Regions from separate parts of the Gossypium hirsutum genome. Here region 1 is linked to region 2. Evidence: chromatin contacts called from public Hi-C data. All regions are on one chromosome and are shown on one strand. Each heading gives the region's core, a stretch centred on a gene start, on an enhancer-like site or on the middle of the called end of the contact. The rest is flanking DNA. Distances are from core to core; before and after follow the strand shown. Region 1 holds the start of LOC107962629 (F-box/kelch-repeat protein At1g55270). Region 2 holds the start of LOC107962618.

Region 1 (7,476 bases), core at 2,434-4,933, 230 kb before region 2:
TAACTACTAATTTGTTAGAATTCATGGATGATCCTATTGATAATGCCTTTTGTTGAGTTTGAATTTAAATTTTTTTTTACAATGTATTTTACCACTTAATTTAATATTTATCAATGTAATTAATATTTATACCTTACTTTTAACATTTAAATTAAAATGTGTTTTTTTAGCAAATTTTTTTAAAAAAGTTTATTTAAATTATTAAAAAATAAAATAAATATAAAAAATTATAATATTAATTAGGGATATCCAAAATAATAAAATTATGAATTAACAAATATATTTGTTGAAATATGCCTTTAGAATGAGGCCGAATATCCATATGAAGTAAGGGAACCAAAATCATAAAGCTGGAGATAGCACATCAAGTAACCAATTTCATAATTGGAATTACGAAAAAAAAAAGAGAGAAGCTTATAAGTTTTTTTGGACTATCAAAATCATTTCTTCTTATTTTTAACTAAATAATTACTATCAAATAAAGCTTAAAATTTTTGTTTAATGAGTAAGATGATACATCAAACTTCTGCATCAAAATAACATCAAACTACTACTGTAAAAAGAATGTCAACAGATGAGCTTTGGGTGTCAGATTGGTCGGATGACTTGTAAATTTACAATCATTACTTAGGTGTGGAACAAAAATTTAAACTTAATTTATTGATGGCATAATGATGATTGAGTCCTCCAACTTTAAAAAAATTTATTTTAATTTTTAAAATTTTTTAACTCTTCAACTTACGTTTTCTTTTGTCAAATCACAACAGTTTACTTCCATCGCTAACCCCTTTTATTTTTAGAAATTTTGGTGATGTAGAACAATATCAAACACTTTACCATCAACACCATGAACATCGGCCACCTCCTACTAAAAACCATGCAAGCCCAAAATTTCACTCCTTGCCTTTCAATTCAAGATCTCACCACTATTTCCATAAAAGCAAAATTTCCATTAAATCATTTCCATTCTAGAGCATTAAAGGAATATTATTTAATTAAATTAATTTATATAAATAAATAATTATTGAAAGACGTGTCATAAAGGAATTGTTGATTTTATGGAAAATTAGAAAAAAAAAAGGGGCTAATTTATGTAGCGGTTTTATTGAACTAATATGATAAAAAAAATTTAAGGACTAATGTGAGAAAAGTTACTATATTCAGGGGTCAATCAACATGTTAAGCCTTAATAATTTTAGAATCTTCATAATAAAATGATCTTTTTAAAAATATGTTAAATTATTTGATGTAAAATTGGCCTAACAAAGAAGATCATCGTGATAAATTGATTTCAACATCTTGACTATTTCCCTTTTGTTACACAAACGTTAATAACGGAGGTTATAAATTTTCTATGAGGTTTAATGTGTGTAATCTTAATAGGTAAAGAGATAATAAAATTATATAGGTATAATGACATATTTAGTCATCCAACTTTATAAAAAAAATTCATTTTAGTTATTTATTTAATTTTTCGTCTCTTTTAACATTTCAATTTGCATTGTTTGTTAAATCATCCCAAAATAGATGGAAAAGTTAATGCATATTAAATTTAAGAATGTAAAATTTAGTTCATTAAAAGGAATATAGTTGAATGCAAATACTTTGTACAATTTGTACCCCATCAATTTAAGTCTTAAATGTTACCTTAGATCTTACGTGGAGCATATTCAAAACTAGTGATCAAATTTTAAGCATATATATTGGAGAGCTTGTTTTAAGGTGTTTAAAAAAAGGAATAGCCTCTTAAATTTTAAGTGTATCTAATTATTTTTTGACACAATAGATCTAAACTATCAATATGGTAGACATGTACATGCTTAGAATTTGATTCGTATATTTCAAATATGCTCTGCATCATTTATGAGCTTAGATATAACACTTAAGTTGATGTTAAGTTATCGGAAGAATTTGACTAATACAATATTAATACTTTGATAACTCAAATAGTACGTTTTAAAGTTTAGAAAATAATTTAAAATTTAAACCATAATTTGAGACATACGATGCAATTAACCCCAAACAACTATAAGGCAAAATATACAGGGGGGGGACCTTTCCCTTTCATTAAGGAACTACGCCTTTTTATCCAATGCATTGCATCTTTATTTCATGAAGTGAATGATACCTTTTCATTTCTTGTTTTTTATTTACATTTACAAAAGAATTTGCTTGTCCTATGAAACACTTCTACTTCACTCTTTTTCAGTAATTTCCAAACCGCGTAAGAAGAAAGGTTCATTGCATAGTTTTGGGATCTAACAGCCCTAGTTTTGTTAAAGTCCAATTGTCCACACCAAAAAGCAACAAAGCTAAAATGCACTTCCCTCCTTGGAAAAAGAAAACTAAAAGTGAAGAATTGGATTTTAATCATACGAGTTGGTTGAATTTTAGTTTAATTTGACATATTAACTCTTCTAAGAATTAAGAGAATTTCGAGTTAAAAAGAAATAAATTTTATAGTGAAGAATTGGATAGAAATTAATGTTATAGTTAGATTTAAGGCAAATACTTATTAATAAACTAATACATTGTATCTAATTTATGAAGATGTGTTGACCAGCTGACTGGCAACCAATTTGCAAGTTCCCTAGTCCACCATCTTTAATTGCATTCAAAACATAAAAATAACATTCTCTCAATTCTATATTCTTCATTAAAATTGAAAGTCAGAAAAGGGTTCCCTTTTTTTATTCAAACCACCGATTTCCATAGGAGGGGGGATTTTCTTCGGAAATTAGGGTATGCCTCACTAATTATTTCCTATTCAAATTTTATAGAAAAATATTTTTTTAAGTATTAAGATTCATATTATATTTTATCTTTCCTACTAGAAAAATTAGATAAATTAAACTTTATATATTAGATCAAAGAACCATCTATTAAAAATTTTATCCGTTTCTACTATTAAAAATTGGTTAATGTATGTCAATATGAGGCATACGTGGCACGCCACATATAATTAATTATTTATTTTATCAGCAATGTCATTATTTAACGGTAAAGTTGATGAAATTTTTAATAGAAAAAAATTAGTTTATTTTTTTATCTAACATACACATACTAATTTACTTTTCTTTTCTATTTTTTTTATTACTAAAGAAGAGAAAATACAATTTAATTCTTACCATGATACATTTACTGCCAAATAACCTATGAATAGTTCTAATTCAAAATTCCAACCTACCAAGTTTACTTTTATAACGTAAAAGAAGAAGAAAAAGGATATTTATTAACAATTAATGATGAAGTAATTATTATTTTAAAAATAATAAATAATTTTTACTTGTATTAATTCAGAAGCATACATTAAACCATTAATTATATTTTTTTACATAAATATCATCTAAAGCACACTATTGAAGATTATCATTTGAAACAGAAAACAATATGTATATGCAGAGTAAAAATGGCTTCAAATTAAACAGTCTGAAAATTGGAAAGAAATATGTGTACATACATATATAATATTTATAAAGTTGATAGCTCTGTTTGGCAATCAGAATCCAATCACTGTGATCTCAGATCTGAGTAAGAAGAACAACTAGGGGATTGGACCCATTTTCATCAATGATCATGATTTTCAGACAAGATAGAAAAATGGCCCAATGCTCCTTTGTGGAGTAGGAACTAGGTGATGTGTAATAAATTTGGTGTAGTCGTCTATCATGTACCATTTGCTGGAGTTGTGGAAGGTGTGAGACCCACTGTGTTTGTTTTTGAATCTTTGTCCAGTTCTCTGAAAATCTGTGAGAAATAAATAAATAAATAAAATAACAAAATCTTTGTCTCAAAACTAGAAGGGGGGGAGTGGGATTGGATTGCTTGTTGAATGTTCAACAACAGGCAAGGGGCAACAGTTATATTCCTATTTGTGATTTGCTATTAAAGTTTCTCTTCTCTTCTCTGCTCCCCATTACAACAAACCACCAAAGTGTCATCATTTAAGCCTCATCTTTCTCTCCACCTTTTGATGTTTTAGGTTTGCTTTTCTCTCTCTCTCTCTCTCTCTCTCTTGTTGAATAAACTCTTTTGCTTGGTAGGTTGTGCCGTTGAGGTAGATGGGCCCTGAACTCCACTGATACATTTTAATGGGACTCTTTCTCCTCTTTCAGTGCTCTCTTTGCCCCCATTTTTTGTGCTGTCTCGCATCTTATGTTTTCTTTTCCTTTCCCTTTCCTCTTTTGAGTTCTTATTACCAAAAAGATAAGATTCTGGGGTTTCTGTTTTCTCCATTTTGAGTCCATGGCAAGTCGTGTTATGGGGTTTCTGTATTTGGGTTTTTGATTTCACGCATGGGTTTTGGAGATTACCTGTTTAAAATGTTGGATTTGGATGGTAATCACAAATTTTGACTGATTCTGGTTTTTGAGCTCCGAACTCCCCCTTCATATTGCAAATTCCCTTTTTGTTTTCTTTTGATAGATTGTTGAGGTGTTTGATCGTTAAGCTTTAGTTGTGTTTATATTTAAGATTTTCATTCAAGCTGTGGATTTTGGAAAGATTAAAAGTTAGCCCCTTTTGATTTTGGTTCATAAGAAACGATTCCTTAATCTGTATAGATCTCTGAGATGGCTGTTTTGAAAATGGAAAATCTTTGAAGTGAAATGATGACGATAGTGAAACTTGTTTATTTGTAGTTGATGTTTTGTTGGGTGGAAGAATGATGATTGAGAGATAGGGTTTGATTCTGGAGGTTGGGTTGTGGGTGAATTTGGTGTTGGCTAGTTGTTGTTGAACCAGGAAAGCATGGATAGAATGATTCAACCTCCATTGGTAAGTTAATTAGCCCCTTCCTTTCTGCTTTTCAATTCAATCTTATCATCTGTTTGAATAAATGCTATTTAAATGGTTTATAGTGATAATAGCTTATGCTTGCCTTTCTAACTACTTGATGCTATGCTGGTTAAGAGCTTTTCTTCAAGTATCCATGTCCAACACTCTAGTATGATGATCCTTCAAATATTGAACATACTCGGTGTTGAAAACATACTTGTATCTGACTCTCATATTGCAGTGGCTCGGCGGTCCAATTCGTTGTTCTATATTTTGATTTTTAAACTTAGCAAACAACATGGACCTCATATTTCTTAGAGGCTGGAAAGTTAGCTCTCTCTTGACGATTGTGATTGATTTTGTACCATCCTTCTTTTATTGATGGCTTGACCATTCTTAGCTTTAGTCTGTCTGAAAAACTATTCTTCGGTAGACTCATTTTATTGTTTGGCTGTGCGTGCATTTATGTGGAAGAAGTGGTGAACATAATAATATTGGTAATATATACAAAAACATGTTAGCTGAATTTACAATCTTCATGGCTTTGTCTTAAACTTCCAAGCTCTTTTTTTTTTCTGAATTGTTATGGATGGTAAGTACGTAAAATGTGAAACCAAAGCGCTAACCAACTCGAGGTTTTTTTATGGCTTTGAATAGTTGCAATAGATACCTTTATGATGCTGTGAAATTAGGTTAGAAGGTGCATTACCATCCTCAATGTTGAAATCTGTTCTGTTTCAACATCTTATTTTGTGTACTTGACTGTCTAATACTATCAGTATGGCTCTTAATGGAAAAGGAATCCAAGATGTCCTGCTTCCACTCACAAGTCTTGTATTCCTTTAGTATTTTTGGAATTGTCTTTGATTCTTATGGTTTGGATTGTTAATTGGATCTTGCAATACTGTTCCCCCCGCCCCCTTTCATCTTACTGACTATAGAAAACCAAGTGCAACATCTACTCAAGATGGTAATTGTTGCTTGTATGTTGGCATCCGGGGTTTACAATAAAAGATGTCATAAATCAAGTATTAAACATTGATAAGCAGATCATGCATGCTAGAAATGTCTTCGATCATCATAAATAAATGATATATTTGGTAAGAAAAAAACTCTCACTAATTGTGAATGTTCTTGGCAGGTTGATACAACAGCTTGTTTATGTAGAGTGGATGCTGGACTCAAAACTGTTGCTGGAGCCAAAAGATATGTACCTGGTACAAAGTTGTGTCTCCAACCTGATATTAAACCATCCATTCATCCGACAAGGAGCAAGGCAACACGTGGTGATAGGAGCCGTAACCAGTCTCCTCTGCTCCCTGGACTCCCTGATGATCTTGCTATTGCTTGCCTAATACGTGTCCCACGGGTTGAGCACAGAAAGCTCCGCCTGGTCTGCAAAAGATGGTATAGACTTTTGTCTGGTAACTTCTTTTATTCACTCCGTAAGAGCCTTGGAATTGCTGAAGAATGGATATATGTAATTAAGAGAGATCGAGATGGAAAAATTTCTTGGCATGCCTTTGATCCTGTATACCAGCTCTGGCAGCCACTTCCTCCTGTCCCTAAGGAGTATTCTGAAGCCTTTGGCTTTGGATGTGCTGTACTCAGTGGTTGCCACCTTTATCTATTCGGTGGTAAGGATCCATTAAAAGGATCAATGCGACGAGTTATATTTTATAGTGCTAGGACAAACAAATGGCACCGTGCCCCAGATATGCTTCGTCGAAGACATTTCTTTGGTTCGTGTGTTATAAACAATTGCTTGTATGTTGCTGGTGGAGAGAATGAAGGGGTACATCGATCATTGAGGTCTGCTGAAGTCTATGATCCCAACAAGAATAGATGGTCTTATATTTCAGATATGAGCATGGCAATGGTGCCCTTCATTGGGGTTGTATACGAGGGGAAGTGGTTCTTGAAGGGCCTTGGACCTCACCAACAGGTAATGAGTGAGGTCTACCAACCTGAAACTGATAACTGGTACCCCGTCTATAACGGAATGGTTGCAGGCTGGCGGAACCCATGTACTTCCTTAAACGGCCATCTTTATGCTTTGGAGTGCAAGGATGGTTGTAAGCTAAGGGTTTATGATGAAGTGACTGATTCTTGGGGAAAGCATATTGATAGTAGGATTCATCTGGGCAATTCTCGAGCTTTAGAAGCAGCAGCTCTCATTCCACTTAACAGGAAACTCTGCATCATTCGGAATAATATGAGTGTATCTTTGGTCGATGTTACAAAATCCGACGATCTGAGGGGAGCTACAGCTGAACATTTATGGGAAACCATAGCAGGGAAGGGTCAGTTCAAGACCTTGTTTACAAATCTTTGGTCTAGCCTTGCTGGGCGGAACCGGCTGAAAAGCCACATTGTTCACTGCCAGGTTCTCCAAGCTTGATTGTAAATTTTGTTTTCCAATATAGGGTTGGGCTCAGTAGCTGAAGCCTCTTGGTATCTCTTGGAATGTGATGGGGTTGAAGATCCAGCAGCTTTGTCAAAGTCAAAGGATCGGATACACCATTAAGGTATGAAGGTGATATTAATGAGGAATTGTGGTTTTGCTAGATTTGGTAGGAGTATAAACATTTATATAAATACATCGTTGTTACATTACATGTAAAAAGTTGAAAAAGCTTGTTCATCACTTCTTTCACAAATTTTTCAACATAATCAACATGTATTTTAAATGTACAAGAG
Region 2 (6,427 bases), core at 3,615-6,114:
CACGGTTAGAAATTAGGGGTCTGATTCTTACTAGCTTCCGTTCTCCATCTGGTACACTATTATCTCCTCTTTATTATGTTTCTTAAATTTGTGGTTGTGATGCCGTGGGCTGAAATTCTTGCTTTGAGAATTTTACTTTTGATTCTTTTCTTCAGGAAAAAAAAGTAGAGATGATGGATGACTAGATCATATTTCTTGTTTGATATAATGCCTTTTGAAACCTATGCATGCTTATCCTGCTACGAACTGTTTTACTTATTATTTTGTTTTTTGTTTTTATTTATTGGAATGGAGCTTAGCGTTTTGGGTGCTCTTGTTTTTATTTATGAGTGGTAGGATATAAGTCATAAAACTAGGGAAGGAAAAGTTTTTCTATTTCCAGGACTCTTTCTTCAGTTAGTTTAACATATTCAAGGTAAAGGCTTTTTAATGATAGCTGGTGCAAGACCATTCAAAGTTTTAGTGTTCCTCTCTTTTCCGGTTTGTTTAAGTGTGGTTGTAAAAAGTTTTGGCATAGCCCACACATGGCTTGGTGAAGTTAAATCTATGCAAAAATGGTTAGTGTTGATTAAAATTAAAAAATGCAGTAAACTGTCTTTTATCTTTGGTTTATTGAATTCACAGATATTGTTGAAAACTAGTCAACATAAAGTAATTTATGATTTGAGGGTTTGTAATCTTTACACCTTTATATTTCTAATGTAGATCACCCGTCAAGAGGGACAACCAGAGGAAATGTCTTTAATCATAAATTTACTGCCAGAGAGAGTAGAAAATTTAAAGGTGCCTAGCCAAGAGATGGTAAGTACTGAATTTTTGAATTTTATCAAGCGATGACCTGAATCAATCATGTTCACCACTTTCTATCCACATATCATTTAAGGAATTTTATCCTATTTTTGACTGATTTTTTCCCTCATCATTTTGTTTGCATTTGTTGTCAAATATTGTGTTTTAAAAATTTCTATCCTGTGAATTTAACGAGCTCTTTGTTGAATTACTGAGCAAGTTCTGAAGGGAAGACTAATGTTATGAAAAAGATTAAGTTTCCACAGATGGAGTAGAAATCTGCTAGTAAAACTGTTCAACGACAAGCAAAGAGGCAGCACTACCTTGTCCCCTAAGAGAAATTTTGGAAAAGGAAAAGAAGGTCAGTGTCTAATATTTTAGCTTTATAGGTTCTATTATTTGTTTTCGGCTATGAGCATATAAACTTATGATAGTTTTGCAAATGGTGCTAAAAGGTGGTGGATCTGTATCCTGATGCTACTCTATTGTTGGTGGATCTGTAAATTGAAGTGGAAGTACTGATTGTTCAATATATAGGTTCATAGTTCTCAACTTGTTGTTAAGTTTATGTGTGTATTGATGGTTAATGATAATTGTTAAAATGGATTTGAATTGCTTATTTTGATGATGAAATTATTAATTCTCAATGGCCAGAGAAAATGCCTCTGTGCCTGCCATGGAAATGACCAAGTGGTTAATTTGACACCAACTAGTAAGTTGCTATTTCTTGGCCTATTTTATCAGCTTTGCCATGCATACTGAGATTTTGGTACTAATACTAATTCCCAATTTTCAATTGCAATCCATCAAAAATAGCCTTTTTATCTCCATTCGATTTTATCAGCTTTGCCATGCATACTGACACCAACTGATTTGCTTTACAGAGCTATTTTAAATATATTATCGTTGGAGAATGTGAAGATTTTGACATTTTTCAATCACAAGATGGTAGGTAAACCATTATTTTGGTCTCATATGGAACATTTAGGGTTAGAGCATCAGTTTCTATTTTTCTCATAATCTCGATTGAGCAGATATTTTATATGGGCACCTGTTGCTTAACTTTGCCATGGCTGTACTGGTGTTCACTTGAGTTCATGTTTGGATGAAATTTTTGACAGTATATTACATATGTTGTGCATGGTTGCAGAGCAAGGAGTGTTTAGAGAAAGTTACTCAAACAATATATTTTCTTGCTCAACCACGAGAATCTCACTTGCTTTTGCTTACGGGTAAAGCTTTTACTTCCTTTCCAACTGAACATAACTTGCAATAAATGCTGAGTTAGTCATCTTTACTGCCGTATATGGATAACTCCAATATAGTGCAGAATATAAGTATGGATGTCAATGGTTGTTTTAGTGGCTTTTTTTTAAGTAAAAGCTAAGAGAATGACTTGCAGGAGAGGTGCAGAGGGATAGAGCTGCAGAGCTTTTGGGTTTGCGTGCATGCAATTTTCGGCCACGACACTCAAGCAAACTTGGAAATGAGTTTCGGGTGTTCACAAACTATGTCCCTGGGGAGAGATTAGGAGGATGGGAGCAAGAACAATAGGTGCCTTTTTCTTGCCATCGTTTGCTAGGAATATTTTCTCATGGATGAGCTTCATGCAACCTAGTTTTTATCCATTATCAAGGCATTTCCAACACTTACCCTTGGAAAAATTAACCAGCTTTTCTGCTAATTTTCCCAGAGAAAACATGAAAACATGTAGATGAGAAAACTTCCAAGCAAGTTCATCCTCATATTATGCATTTTGGTCTACTTTTTTAAACTAGTGTAATTTACCTCACTTGTGTAGATTTCGTAATACATAAATTTAAGGTTATTTAAAGTTGTACTGACTCATGCCTACTCATTGCCATTTTGAAATGTAATTAGGAAGTTGTTCCAAAATGCAGAATATAGATGGAAGAAGCCATACAAGTTTCTCATATGTATTATTTATTTTAGTTTTGGTTCTAAATTTTTATTTTTACTTTAATATTTACGACAACTTGAGTTCTAACTTTTGGATTTTAATTGTGTTATTAATTTATTATTTTAAATTTTAAAACTAAATTCATTAATTTTTATATTTAGTTTTAAAGTTAAAATTTTCATAGAAAATTTAATTTAAATAATATTTTTTTATTTATCCTTAAAGGTATATTTAAAGTTTAAATTTAGAAAATAAAACATAATATAATATTTATCATAAAAATAAATATAATTTGATTAAAATAATTTTTTTTAAAGTTATGTTTTTAGCGGCGTTTTTGCAAGAAGCGTCACTAAAGGTTTGATCTATAGCGGCGTTTGTGATAAAAGCGCTGCTAAAGGTCATAGTCTTTAGCGGTGATTGTTGATAAGCGCCGCTAAAGGTCTTGGTCTTTAGTGGCGTTTGTGGAAAAGCGCCGCTAAAGGTCTTGTTTTTTAGCGGCGTTTATTTCTAAAAACGCCGCTAAAGTTAGCGACGCTATCATTAGCGACGTTTTTTGTGGCGCTTCTCAAAGCGTCGCAAATACTTTTAGCGGCGTTTTTTAGCGCCGCTAAAGGCCTAAAAAAGCGCCGCTAAAAACCTATTTTGGTGTAGTGATAGGACTAAAGATGAAATGAAGGGATGATTTAATTGATTAACAAAGCAGCCCTTATATACAAGTCCCAAGTAACAACCTTAACAAGAAATAAATTCAAATTGCTACTAACAAGCTAACAACTCATTCTCTACTAACAAGCTAACAAATCCCCCGAAGACTTAGTCTTATTATTTTAAAAATAGCTGCAGCCTTGAGATACTAACAATAATAAGCGAGTAATCCAATTATTAATCCTCGCATGCAGTTGATCTTTGAGCTTCTAAAACACTAGTTTCAAATCGCATCCCACCATAGTTGGTAAGCTTAGATAGAGTTCAGGATTACACGTTACCCTTACATCCAGAATATTGGTAATATGGCCCTACATAGAATCCCCAGTGTTGTCACTAAAATATATGAGATTTTTCAAAGTTTACCATTTTCTCAAAAGGCATCTCGTACTCGTTGATAATAGCCTTCATCTTATTAGCCCCTAATTCTGTAGCTTCCCCAAAACGGATGTTATCGTCGGCAAACAATAAATGAGATATGTGAGGAGGGCCTCCCTACCGTAAACCATAAGTTGGTTTTATCAAATCTCCTAATCACCCATTCGTAGTAACAGAATACGTAACAGTCGAAACACAATACACAATGAGATCCACCTAATTCTCCACAAACCCCATCGCTCTCATCATATCTACCACAAAATGTCATTCGACTCTGTCATATGTTTTGCTCATATCAAGCTTTAAAGCAAAAGAGCCTTATTCCTAGCCTTCTTTCGTTTTAGTGCATGAAGCATCTCATAAGCTATCAAAACATTATCAGTAATCATCTGCCCAGGGATGAAAGCAGTTTGTGCTTCATCATAAGCTATGTATTGTTGACATTGTTGACAAAGTTAAGGCTATGAAATCTGTTTAAATCTACGGATGGTAATTACTTAAGAAAAACAAAATGTGTAAGTGATGGCTGCAATGGTCATTGAAGATGGCACAACAATAAACACATTAAAAACAGGACACGTGAAATTGTTTACTACAGTTTGGTTTTCCTACATCTATAGAGCTTAGTTGAGTGAGAAAATAAACTATATTTAATTACAATACAACAAGTGATTTAAGTTGTATCACACTCCACTTTAGCAACCTCACTTTTGTACCTAGAGACCTATATCACTCTTGTCTAATTTTTCCCCTGAGAACAAAACTAAGCAATAAACTTGTTTTACACTCTCAATGCCCCCTCAAATACAAATTCCTCAATAAAAAAAATAAATGCCATATAAACTACTACCTTCTACCTTACACAAGTATCTAATATATGAAAGTTTATTCCGATTGATTCAATCTTCAAATACTTGTTAATATATAAAATAGATTTTCAAAATATGAATCCTCAAATAAGAGCCAACACATGTCCACAAAATCATCTAAGTCGTTGCCCAATTAATTTTATTGAAAAGATTACCAACTCTAAAAATAAAAAATTATATTGCCCATCGCAATGCTAGCAATAATAGATACTACCATTGACACTTCAACAATCACTTCAAAAAGAGTTACTTCAATAATAAAACATCTAACAAAGTTGAACAAGCTTTTCTTTAATCATACCTCCCGCTTATTAGGTTGTTTGCCACTTCAACAATGGAACCTTTCACTTTCCATTTTCCTATCCTGTCTCCGTGGTTGGCAACGCCGTCTTCTGTCCCGAAACTCTAGCGGGTGTGGTGGTTGGTTCCTTTGAAGTGGAGACTTTGGGTTCCTCCCGAGTTGGTCCGGGCTTTTTGGGTATTGTATTTTGTTGAAGCCTCTCAGGCTGGGCTTCACATTCCACTCATATTGATATTGCTACAAGTTCCATCATTTGGATTATTCATTATTCATGAACCCAAAAGAAATTCCTTTATTCTAGACGTGGCAACTCATCATTGGTAACCAGCACACTCCCTCTCCAAGTCCTTTCCTCAATGACTCGAAACCTCACTCTAATTTTCCCCACTACCAGAGATCCGATCTATCAAACTGCACAATTTTCCCGGAAAATCCATTAACCGAGAAAATAACTCATTTCCCATGGCAAACGCATGGAAGCGAGAACACAGCAAAACCCAAAAGCTCCTCTCACCCAAAACCCTTCTTTCCCTCCTCATCCTCATCCTCATCCTCATCCTCTACCTCTGTTTCTCTTTTCTTTCCCCTAAAAACCCCACCTTTATCCCCACAACTGCATCTTATAAGACCCAAATATCTACCCAAAATGTCCCAATCCCTCCTTTTAATTGCCGCAACTCCCCGCAATCTCATCCCATTATTGCCAACCAAGTAGAAAATCTCAAATACCCTTTTATTTACTCCTTGGCTGACTTAGGCTCACTCCCTGACAAGCCTCACAAGAACATCGTCAGACTTCTTAAAGGTAAGCCCTTTCGTCGGCCTGACATCTCTGCCACTGTTCAGGATTTTCTGGAAGGGAAAAACAGGGATGGTTTTTTCGTGGATGTCGGGGCCAATGTCGGGATGGCCAGTTTCGCAGCAGCTGTTATGGGGTTCAGGGTGTTGGCTTTTGAGCCAGTTTTGGAGAATTTGCAAAGGATTTGTGATGGCATTTGGTTTAATAGGATTGAGGAATTGATTACTGTGTTTGAAGCAGCCGCATCTGACCGTAATGTAAATATTACTTTCCATAAGGTACGAGTCTTCTAATTTTATGGGTTTTTGTGGCTGATTTTGATTTGTTATAATCTAGCTCTGAAACTAGTGAGCTTATAAGGTGTTTAAAATGGGAATTTGGTGGCACTGTTGAATTCATAACATCAATGAGTCCAGTAGGCTAGGTGCTTTAGTTGCTTCAATGAATCCAGTTTGACCAATAATACTTGCCTTTTTTAAAATATATTTCGAATCAATGGTTAAATTAATGTCACCTAGATCCAAAAGATGCTCAAATAAAGGAAGCCTTAGTCTGGGGATACTGAGGGAGCCACAATTTCAGTTATGAGACGTAATTGTGCTCTCTGCTTGAAGTTAAACTGGTGTGATATGTGATTATGATTTTGCAAGTGCAAACCACTT

The links. Hi-C and Micro-C count contacts between places; a contact is called where the count stands out from the background.
Region 1: a Hi-C map of leaf shows a contact between it and region 2, with 3 times the contacts expected there. The contact joins the promoter of LOC107962629 here to the promoter of LOC107962618 in region 2. A contact is called at or near these places in 6 of 34 Hi-C or Micro-C datasets (callus and leaf).

What each region holds. Positions count from the first base shown.
Region 1 is chrA06:10,936,111-10,943,586 of Gossypium_hirsutum_v2.1, reverse strand. It overlaps LOC107962629 (F-box/kelch-repeat protein At1g55270), which reads left to right and starts at 3,683. Exons shown (of 2, transcript XM_016899088.2): 1 at 3,683-4,776; 2 at 5,918-7,476. The coding sequence starts at 4,750. The coding sequence ends at 7,177.
Region 2 is chrA06:10,712,366-10,718,792 of Gossypium_hirsutum_v2.1, reverse strand. It overlaps LOC107962618, which reads left to right and starts at 4,864. Exons shown (of 2, transcript XM_016899072.2): 1 at 4,864-6,043. The coding sequence starts at 5,429. LOC107932067 (a long non-coding RNA gene) reads left to right here. Exons shown (of 8, transcript XR_001693336.2): 2 at 1-51; 3 at 706-1,150; 4 at 1,245-1,326; 5 at 1,444-1,501; 6 at 1,674-1,737; 7 at 1,940-2,021; 8 at 2,192-2,725.